2 separate regions of the Mus musculus genome follow, and region 1 is linked to region 2. Evidence: chromatin contacts called from public HiChIP or PLAC-seq data. All regions are on one chromosome and are shown on one strand. The core of a region is the stretch at or near the end of the contact, and the rest is flanking DNA. Distances in the headings are between cores, read along the strand shown. Region 1 overlaps Cd44 (CD44 antigen). Region 2 overlaps Slc1a2 (solute carrier family 1 (glial high affinity glutamate transporter), member 2).

Evidence for each region. HiChIP or PLAC-seq counts read pairs in DNA pulled down with a chosen protein or histone mark.
Region 1: a contact with region 2 is called in a BATF HiChIP or PLAC-seq map of CD8 T cells, with 6 read pairs. The contact joins two enhancer-like sites. A contact is called at or near these places in 8 of 39 promoter capture datasets (the 3T3-L1 cell line, the HPC-7 cell line, embryonic stem cells and 4 more), 1 of 15 datasets of contacts at CTCF or cohesin (CD8 T cells), 5 of 484 Hi-C or Micro-C datasets (B cells, the G1E-ER4 cell line, liver and 2 more), 4 of 115 datasets of contacts at active chromatin or transcription factors (CD8 T cells, bone marrow-derived macrophages, effector CD8 T cells and 1 more) and 1 of 9 other capture datasets (embryonic stem cells).

What each region holds. Positions count from the first base shown.
Region 1 is chr2:102,851,012-102,854,470 of GRCm38.p6, forward strand. It overlaps Cd44 (CD44 antigen), which reads right to left. Exons shown (of 9, transcript NM_001039151.1): 5 at 2,004-2,225. Among named protein-coding and RNA genes, the nearest start is that of Gm23731, 45 kb to the right of the region's middle. Within about 2 kb of position 1,285, at least 37 of the 459 cell types and tissues checked have an H3K27ac peak or open chromatin away from gene starts, as enhancers often do. A contact at or near this core is called in CD8 T cells and the G1E-ER4 cell line, where this site is marked.
Region 2 is chr2:102,731,855-102,735,639 of GRCm38.p6, forward strand. All of the region lies in intron 1 of Slc1a2 (solute carrier family 1 (glial high affinity glutamate transporter), member 2), which reads left to right. Among named protein-coding and RNA genes, the nearest start is that of Gm13872, 13 kb to the right of the region's middle. Within about 2 kb of position 1,532, at least 21 of the 459 cell types and tissues checked have an H3K27ac peak or open chromatin away from gene starts, as enhancers often do. A contact at or near this core is called in CD8 T cells and the G1E-ER4 cell line, where this site is marked.

The DNA of each region.
Region 1 (3,459 bases), core at 35-2,534, 120 kb after region 2:
TGCCATGCTCAACCCTGAGACTCTGAGTATTAGAATGGATCTGGTACAAAATTAGCACCTTAAGATGGATTCACTGACTGGCCAGATTGGATGGGGAAGGAGCAGTGCTTAGGGAATGGGTTAAGGATGCTAATATATTTGGCCAATTACCCCTCTTCAAGTACATGTGAAACTCCCACCCCACACAGGTTGGGACTCCAGCTGTATTCAATCTCCACATGACAGATTTTGTTCGAGGATGTTCTTTTGGGGTGGGAAATAGGACTTTAGGTTAGACCTGTTCTGCTTCCTTATCAGACCACTAATTACTGTATTTGCCAACATCTGTCAAAACTGCACATTCCAATGAGAAGCACGTCAGACACGGTTGCATCAAAAGGACAGGGGACCCAAGTAGGTGCACATAGCTCGCAATGTCACCTGCCTGCTCTGCAGAGGTCTCTGTGGAGAGGTATTTCCCAGGACACTACAGACAACAAGGTGACAAACCATCAGAGAGGAAGTGACCTGGGAGGGCGTGAGAAGCTTGTGAGCGTTGCCTCATGTGGATAGATGGAGTCCGTGTACTTAGGCATGTGCAGAGGCCAGGGGTTGACATCAAGATGTTATCCTGCTTGCTGTCCACCTTAGTTTTTGAGCTAGGAACCCTCACTGAAGCTAGAGCTCACTGACTTGCCCGGGCTGGCTAGCCAGTGAGCTCCAGGTTTTCCCCGTCTCTGTCTAGTATTAGGAGTGCAGATGCACACTGTCATGCTCAACTTTTTATGTAGATGCTGAAGATCAAAAAACTCTGGTCCTCATGTGCTTGCCTGGCAAGCACTTTACCCATTGAGCTATCCCCGAACCCCCGGAATCTGATGGGGGATTCTTTTTTATTTTTTGGAAAGGCTTCAAACAATTTCCTGAGAATGACTGGAATCCTGCACCCGTTCATATCAGCCTTCCCCCTCACTCAGCAACCTGATAACAGAAATCTAAAACACTGTTAAGTGAGTTCAGCTTGCTTCAGAGTGCTATGGAGGCTTCCTGGCTTCTGGGTGACAAGGGCCCTATCTTGTATATTCCCAAGCCAGTACGTTCCTGCCAAACGGTGAAAAAGCCAGAGTTCCACCCCTCTGAGTTTCAGCCAGGAAATGTGAAAATCCACACCATACTAGGAGGCTCAGTGAAGGCTTAGCTGCCCTTTTTGGGTGTGAATAATTCTCCACAGAAGGAGCCCGGCCATCTAAAACCTCATTCTAAAACAAACCATAGAGGAAGTGCAGAGAGGGAAGTGGAGGAGATAAAAATCTCTGAGCACCTTCCTAACAGAGCTCATCTGCACAAACCTGCAGCCACTCAATGCTGCATGGGCTGCCTCCCCTGCCATTGCCCACAGATACCTAATGCTCTTGCATTAGGGTCTTCCCCCACAAACTGCAATCCAGAACTCTACAGCAACAGAAGGTGATCAGAAAACCCCTCACTCTTGCTTCCTTTGGCGGGGGGGGGGGGGGGAGCATGGTTTGAAAATTAGGGTTAAGAATATGGATATTACACAATCAGAATCCTAAGAATGGATCCTTTAAGGCACTGATGGAGCATACACTCTACAGTCCTGACTTTAAGAGAACAGTTTTCTCTTAAAGAAAATGGCAAATGACAAGAATAAAACAAGCAACACCACAAATTATTTCTGTAACAGGTCGGAGGCACTGTTAAATCCTTAGGAGCAAGAGAAAATCGGCACCTTCCTGAGGAAACCCTGCCAATATGGCATTCCTTATCCCAAGGTAAGAGGTTCAGAGGTGAAGATGGTGGGGATCTGAAGGGGAGTAGAAGCCATGGCACAATGACCAGGAACACTGACAGGAACAAGAGCTGGACTCCCTAAATGATCTCACCCACAGCTAGATGTCTAGAGATGGCAGAAAACAGACCCTGGGGTGTGCGTTACTCAGGAAGGCCGTTGGCATTCTGTCAAAGAACTGCTAGAGGAAAACCCAGGATGCCATTCTCCTTACTGGTGGCCAAGGTGCTCCGGATAAAGAAGGAGTCATCCTGATCTCCAGTAGGCTGTTCAGTAGGAAGGTAGGTGTGCAAAATGTAGCTTTCTGGGGTGCTCTTCTCGATGGTGGAGCCGCTGCTGACATCGTCATCTATAATGTTTGAAGCATCGATGTCTTCTTGGTGTGTTCTATACTCGCCCTTCTTGCTGTAGCGAGTACCATCACGGTTGACAATAGCTGAAGGAGATACAGACACACCTTTAGAAATTCATAGCTGATATATCTTGAGTATAGGAAAGATAATGGATTGTCCTATAACATGACATTAAAGCTACTTTCTTTTTGCTTTAAAAAGAAATCTGTCTGTCTAATGCTCATATAGAGTGTGTGAGATGTTGAAATAGTCCACCCCCTTCACCCACATACTCTAGAAATGAGGAGAAAGTTGAAGTACTGGGAAGTCCCCACATTTAAATCTGAGTTTCGAATAGCTTTAGACAAGGTAAGCCTGTGAGCTTCAGTTTCTTCCTTAGTAAAGGAATGGTCCAGCCTTCTGGATGGGGTTGTCATGCGCTGCACATGATTCACTGTCATTAGCACTCAACATAGTAAGTGGTCAAAATAAGAAGAGGCTCAATAAGTGATGCTTCTCCCACCCTATATCGTCCCTGAAATATGTGTACATTTTGTTACTCTTGATTCCATCCCAACCCAGGAAGGATTTGAAATAGTAGTCACATAGCCTCCACAAAAAAAGGCATATATTTGCAATCCTTTAGAAAGATTCTTTTTAAAAGGTAACTTTTGTCAGTTTAATCAAACCCCAATTTCTGGCTAGAAAACTGGTTTGTCTAAATATTGACAGAGCTTCAACCATCCTCAGGGGAATTCAACCTTAAAATTAGCAAATATATATATATATATATATATATATATATAGTTTAATAAGAATCTTTAGTTTAATAAGAAAGTGACCAGAATGAACCAGAGGAGAAAAAGTAAAAATGAAATCAAATTCATTATCCATCCTTAAAACACATTTTCTGCCTTGATCCTCAGCCATTTGCTGCACACAGCTACTTATGTGTACTTTGCTGGAAACTGTTTCCTGCTGAATTGCATGTGTGGTACCAAGGATCCTTTGTTTCACTTACCTAGCTTAAATGAAACTTTCAGTTGGAAAAATGTCAACGTCTCAGTTACTCTGAACATCTAGCCAAGGCAATTTAAATTGTCTTATCATTTAAAGAATATTTACTTAATGTTTGTGAGTATATTCTATATGAATTTATATGTACCATGTGTGTGTAGGAGCCCACAGAGGCTGGAAGAGTGTGTTAGATTTTCTTGAACTGGAGTTATAGGCAGTTGTGGGCATCTGTGTTGGTGCTGGGAACTGAACCCAGGCTGTATGCAAACACAACTAATACTTTTAAAACTAAGACATCTTTCCAACCCCCAGATAATTTAT
Region 2 (3,785 bases), core at 282-2,781:
AGTTTTTGGTTCTAGGATAGCTGAACAGGTGGCCATATCATATTTAGTTTACTGACTTGCTAAGCTAAGAACAGATTTCAGAACTCAAAGAGGCTCTGCATTTTCTCCAGGCTGATGCTCACCTATGCCCTAGTCATGAAAGCTGCCCTGACCACTTGATATAGAAGCATATACCCACACTGTCTTTACTTCTGTCCAGTGCCATCACCACTGCAGTAAGCCTATCCACTTGCTCTTTCTCCCAACTACACGAGAGCAAGAGCTTTTGTTCTGGGTTTATTTTGTTTACTGTACTGCTTTCAGTAGCTCTTAGAGAGTGGGAACTGCACTGTGATCCCAGATGAAATCCGAGGCCTGGAGGCCAAATGGTGCAGGAGTACTCAAACAGTATGTTGCCAACATCTGGAGAAAGGAGGGCATCCTGGAGAAAGCCGGGTATCTCTCAGGAATGCATTTCAATTCCCAGTTTGTGCTTATGTGGAAGGTCACAGGCTTGCTCTCTCAGGGCTCATAGACTGGTAAAGGATGCAGGGGTTTAAGCTAAGAAAGAGCTTTGAGATCCAGGTCAGGAATGTATCCCTCCAAGAGACCTTTCCTAAACACCCGCTATGCCTTCCCTAACCTGAATTAGCATAATTCTTGAGATTCCTAGTAGCAACCCATTCAGGACTTTATCACAGCCCAGATGTGAAGCAGATAATTACAGTTCACCACACTTTCTCCCCTTTTCTAAGCAGAGGCTCTTATTACAGAGTATAATGTCTGACCAGTGGAGAATAGTCAATAAATCTATACATGTTGTTCATCATTGCTGCTGTTTGTTTAGTAACCAGCACATGTGTATGTTCTAAAGTGATGTAGGCTCAGAAGCAGCTCTACACTGTGCTATGTAATCATCTTTGGTATTAATGTTTCACATTAATATTCTGGAATCTTCTCCTTAGGCTCCCCTTGTGACCCAAGAGATGCAGCAAATGGCCAGACTTATACATTTTTGCGTATAGATTGGTGAGCTCCTTGCATCCCTGGCTGAAACCGAGTCTCTGATTTAGTTTAAAATGTACTCACTGTGTTGTCAAGATGGCTCACTGGGTAAAAGAGTCGTTGTTTAAGCCCAGCAATCTGAAATTAATCCCCAAAGCCTGTGGTGGAAGACAAGAACTGACTCCTGACTGGTGTCCTCTCCTTTCCACAGGAGTACGGTGGAGCCCCCCAATAATGATAATAAATAAAGTTAGATGTTCAAGCTTACTTTTCACACGTATATTTCAGGAACTCAGAAGCCGTGAACATCTGCTTAGTTCTAAGCAAGCAAGTGGGAGACCTTCTAAGTAAGCGCTGTGGATGCAGGACATCTTGATGCTGCCACTTTGATGTGGCTGTTTTGACTCAGGGTTTCCGGGACATTTTTGACACAGCCTAAAAAGCAAATGATTAAGCAAGCTGCAATTTTGTATAGCAAAAGAAATGTGTGCAACAGGCACGCAAACCCTTCTGGGGTGCAGATGTGAGCCTAATGTCTCTGTGTTTCCACTTTACCATGACTGTTTTGATGTCTAACACTTTCATGACATCATGTGGGACTTGCCAGAATGTTTGCTGTCAATACTTGCTAGACTCAATTTAATGGCAAGAGTAGACAGGATTCTGATGTCAATGGCAGCAGGGTACAAATGAAACTGAAGGCAAGAGGGATGATGATCTGGGTGGGAGAGAGGGGAGGAGGTGCCAGAGTTTGGGGAGGGGCTGGCTAAGAAAGTATGCTCACTGTTTCAGCACATGGACTGCCTCTGTTCCTCATGGGCCATTTTCTAGTTTTGAGCTTAATTTTACTGCACAGTTCTGTCTGGAGAATTGTTTAAAGATGGAAAAAGATCCCAGTGCAAAACTAGAAATGGGATCTGTCTGTGCTCTAGAGATGGTTCTGGTCATTGCCTCCTGCTTGCTGCACGGAACACTTTGTGTGTGTTTCATTTGGCAGTGAAGGAGGTGGCCTGGGCTGCTCGCTGATCCCTGTGAACATGCAGCCACACTGCTTTCTTTTTATAGGTGGTCTGAGAGATCCTCAGTACCCGCCTGTGGCTTGAAGTCAGAAGTTGTCTGCAACGGCAATTTAGTAAGGAGAACATAGGGGACACTAAGAGCTTTTAAGTTTTGACTACTTACTTTCACCTTAGTTTCCTGGCAGACCATGAAGTACTAGTCCTAAGTTTTAGGGAATTTTGATAGTAAACACATTAAAACAGCTTGCTATGAATAAGTAAGCCATTGTGTTTAGGTCCAGAAATTTAGCTCTGAGTTAAATTCTCAATGTCTTGTTGGAATGCTGGGGCCACTAGATAGGTCCTTTAACTTATTGTCATCTCTGCAAGGACCTTGATAAGCCTGTCCTCTTCTTCCTGTTCTCTAGAGAAAGATACTGCCTGTGGCAGGCACCACACCACTGTATTTTTTTGAGCATTTTGTCTACGTGTATATGTGTGTTGTGCAGGCAGATGGGTGCACATGTGTGTGTGCAGCTGTGTGTGTACATGTCTGCATGTGCACGTGGAGGTGAAAGGTTATTCTTCAAGTGCCATCAAACTTTCTTTTCGGAAGCAAGGCCTTTCATTTAGTCTCTCACTAGTAGACTAGGCTAGCCAACAAGCCCCAGGGATCTACGTGTCTGTGCCTCCCCATTGCTGGCATTATAAATGTCTGTCACCACAACCAGATTTGTGATGTAATTTCTAAGAACCTTGCTCATGGCTCCCTGCTGGCAGGGCAAGCATCTTCCTTATTGAGCCATTTTTCGTCTCCGCCTTTACTAAATTTTCATGAAGGAGTAGCAGACCCTTCCCTTCCCCATATTGTAATCTGGGGATTATAATATAATCTGGCTCCTCCAAGATGAGATGTCTTTAGAGCCCTGTTCTATGACTCTGGCTTCCAGTTAAAAAGGAAGACACACATTAAACACTGTGTCACACAGCTAGCAAGCAAAGAGTGAGGACTTAGATGCTTGAAGCCCACACTCCTCCCATTATCATTAGTGATGCTGCCAGGCCATTGCTTTGCAGGAAGATGTTACTTCTGTGAAGGTTTGTCTAGTCTGGTCAGAATACCTGAGCAAGTGTGCCACCCTCCTTCCTTGGAAGGCACTGTCATGCTATCTATCAATGACGTGTCCCTCCAGGTGTTGCTGTCTTCCCATCTGTTTTTGTTTTTTTCATCCATCAAATGATTATATTGGTAAATAAATACTACCAAAGTATCCTCATTTTATCAAAGTGAAGATGTATAAGCTTCGTTCTAAAAACCTTACTGGCCTGGAGGTGATATGGTGGGGGAGGGGAAAACACGGTCCTCTCTTCCCCAACAGGGGTTCTACTGGGCAGACTCCCAAGACAGCTTGCACTTATTTGGGACCTGTCATCTGGAAAATGGCTGAGTGACATTCAAACATGATAGTGATCCAAAGGCTGCCTGCAGCCACACTCCTTTGATTGAGTGGCTTTTACCTGTGGGCAGTTTACCAGAGTTCTGGTTATACAAGTGACATTTTAAAACCACAATTGACTGACCTTTCTTTTAGCTGTATACAGTGGCTTTTTCAGAACAGAGGGAAAGTTTGAGTTACCAGCAGATGTGAGTGACTTTCACCTGTGTGGGATGTGGAAGATTTGAACTTGGGGGCATCCTAATTTTGGTGCAATTCAGGCCATGACTTTCCTGAAAAATATTACACACCCCAGCCCCTTGTTATTAAGAGAATGAAAGAGCGCAAAATTCGGAACTTGATATAT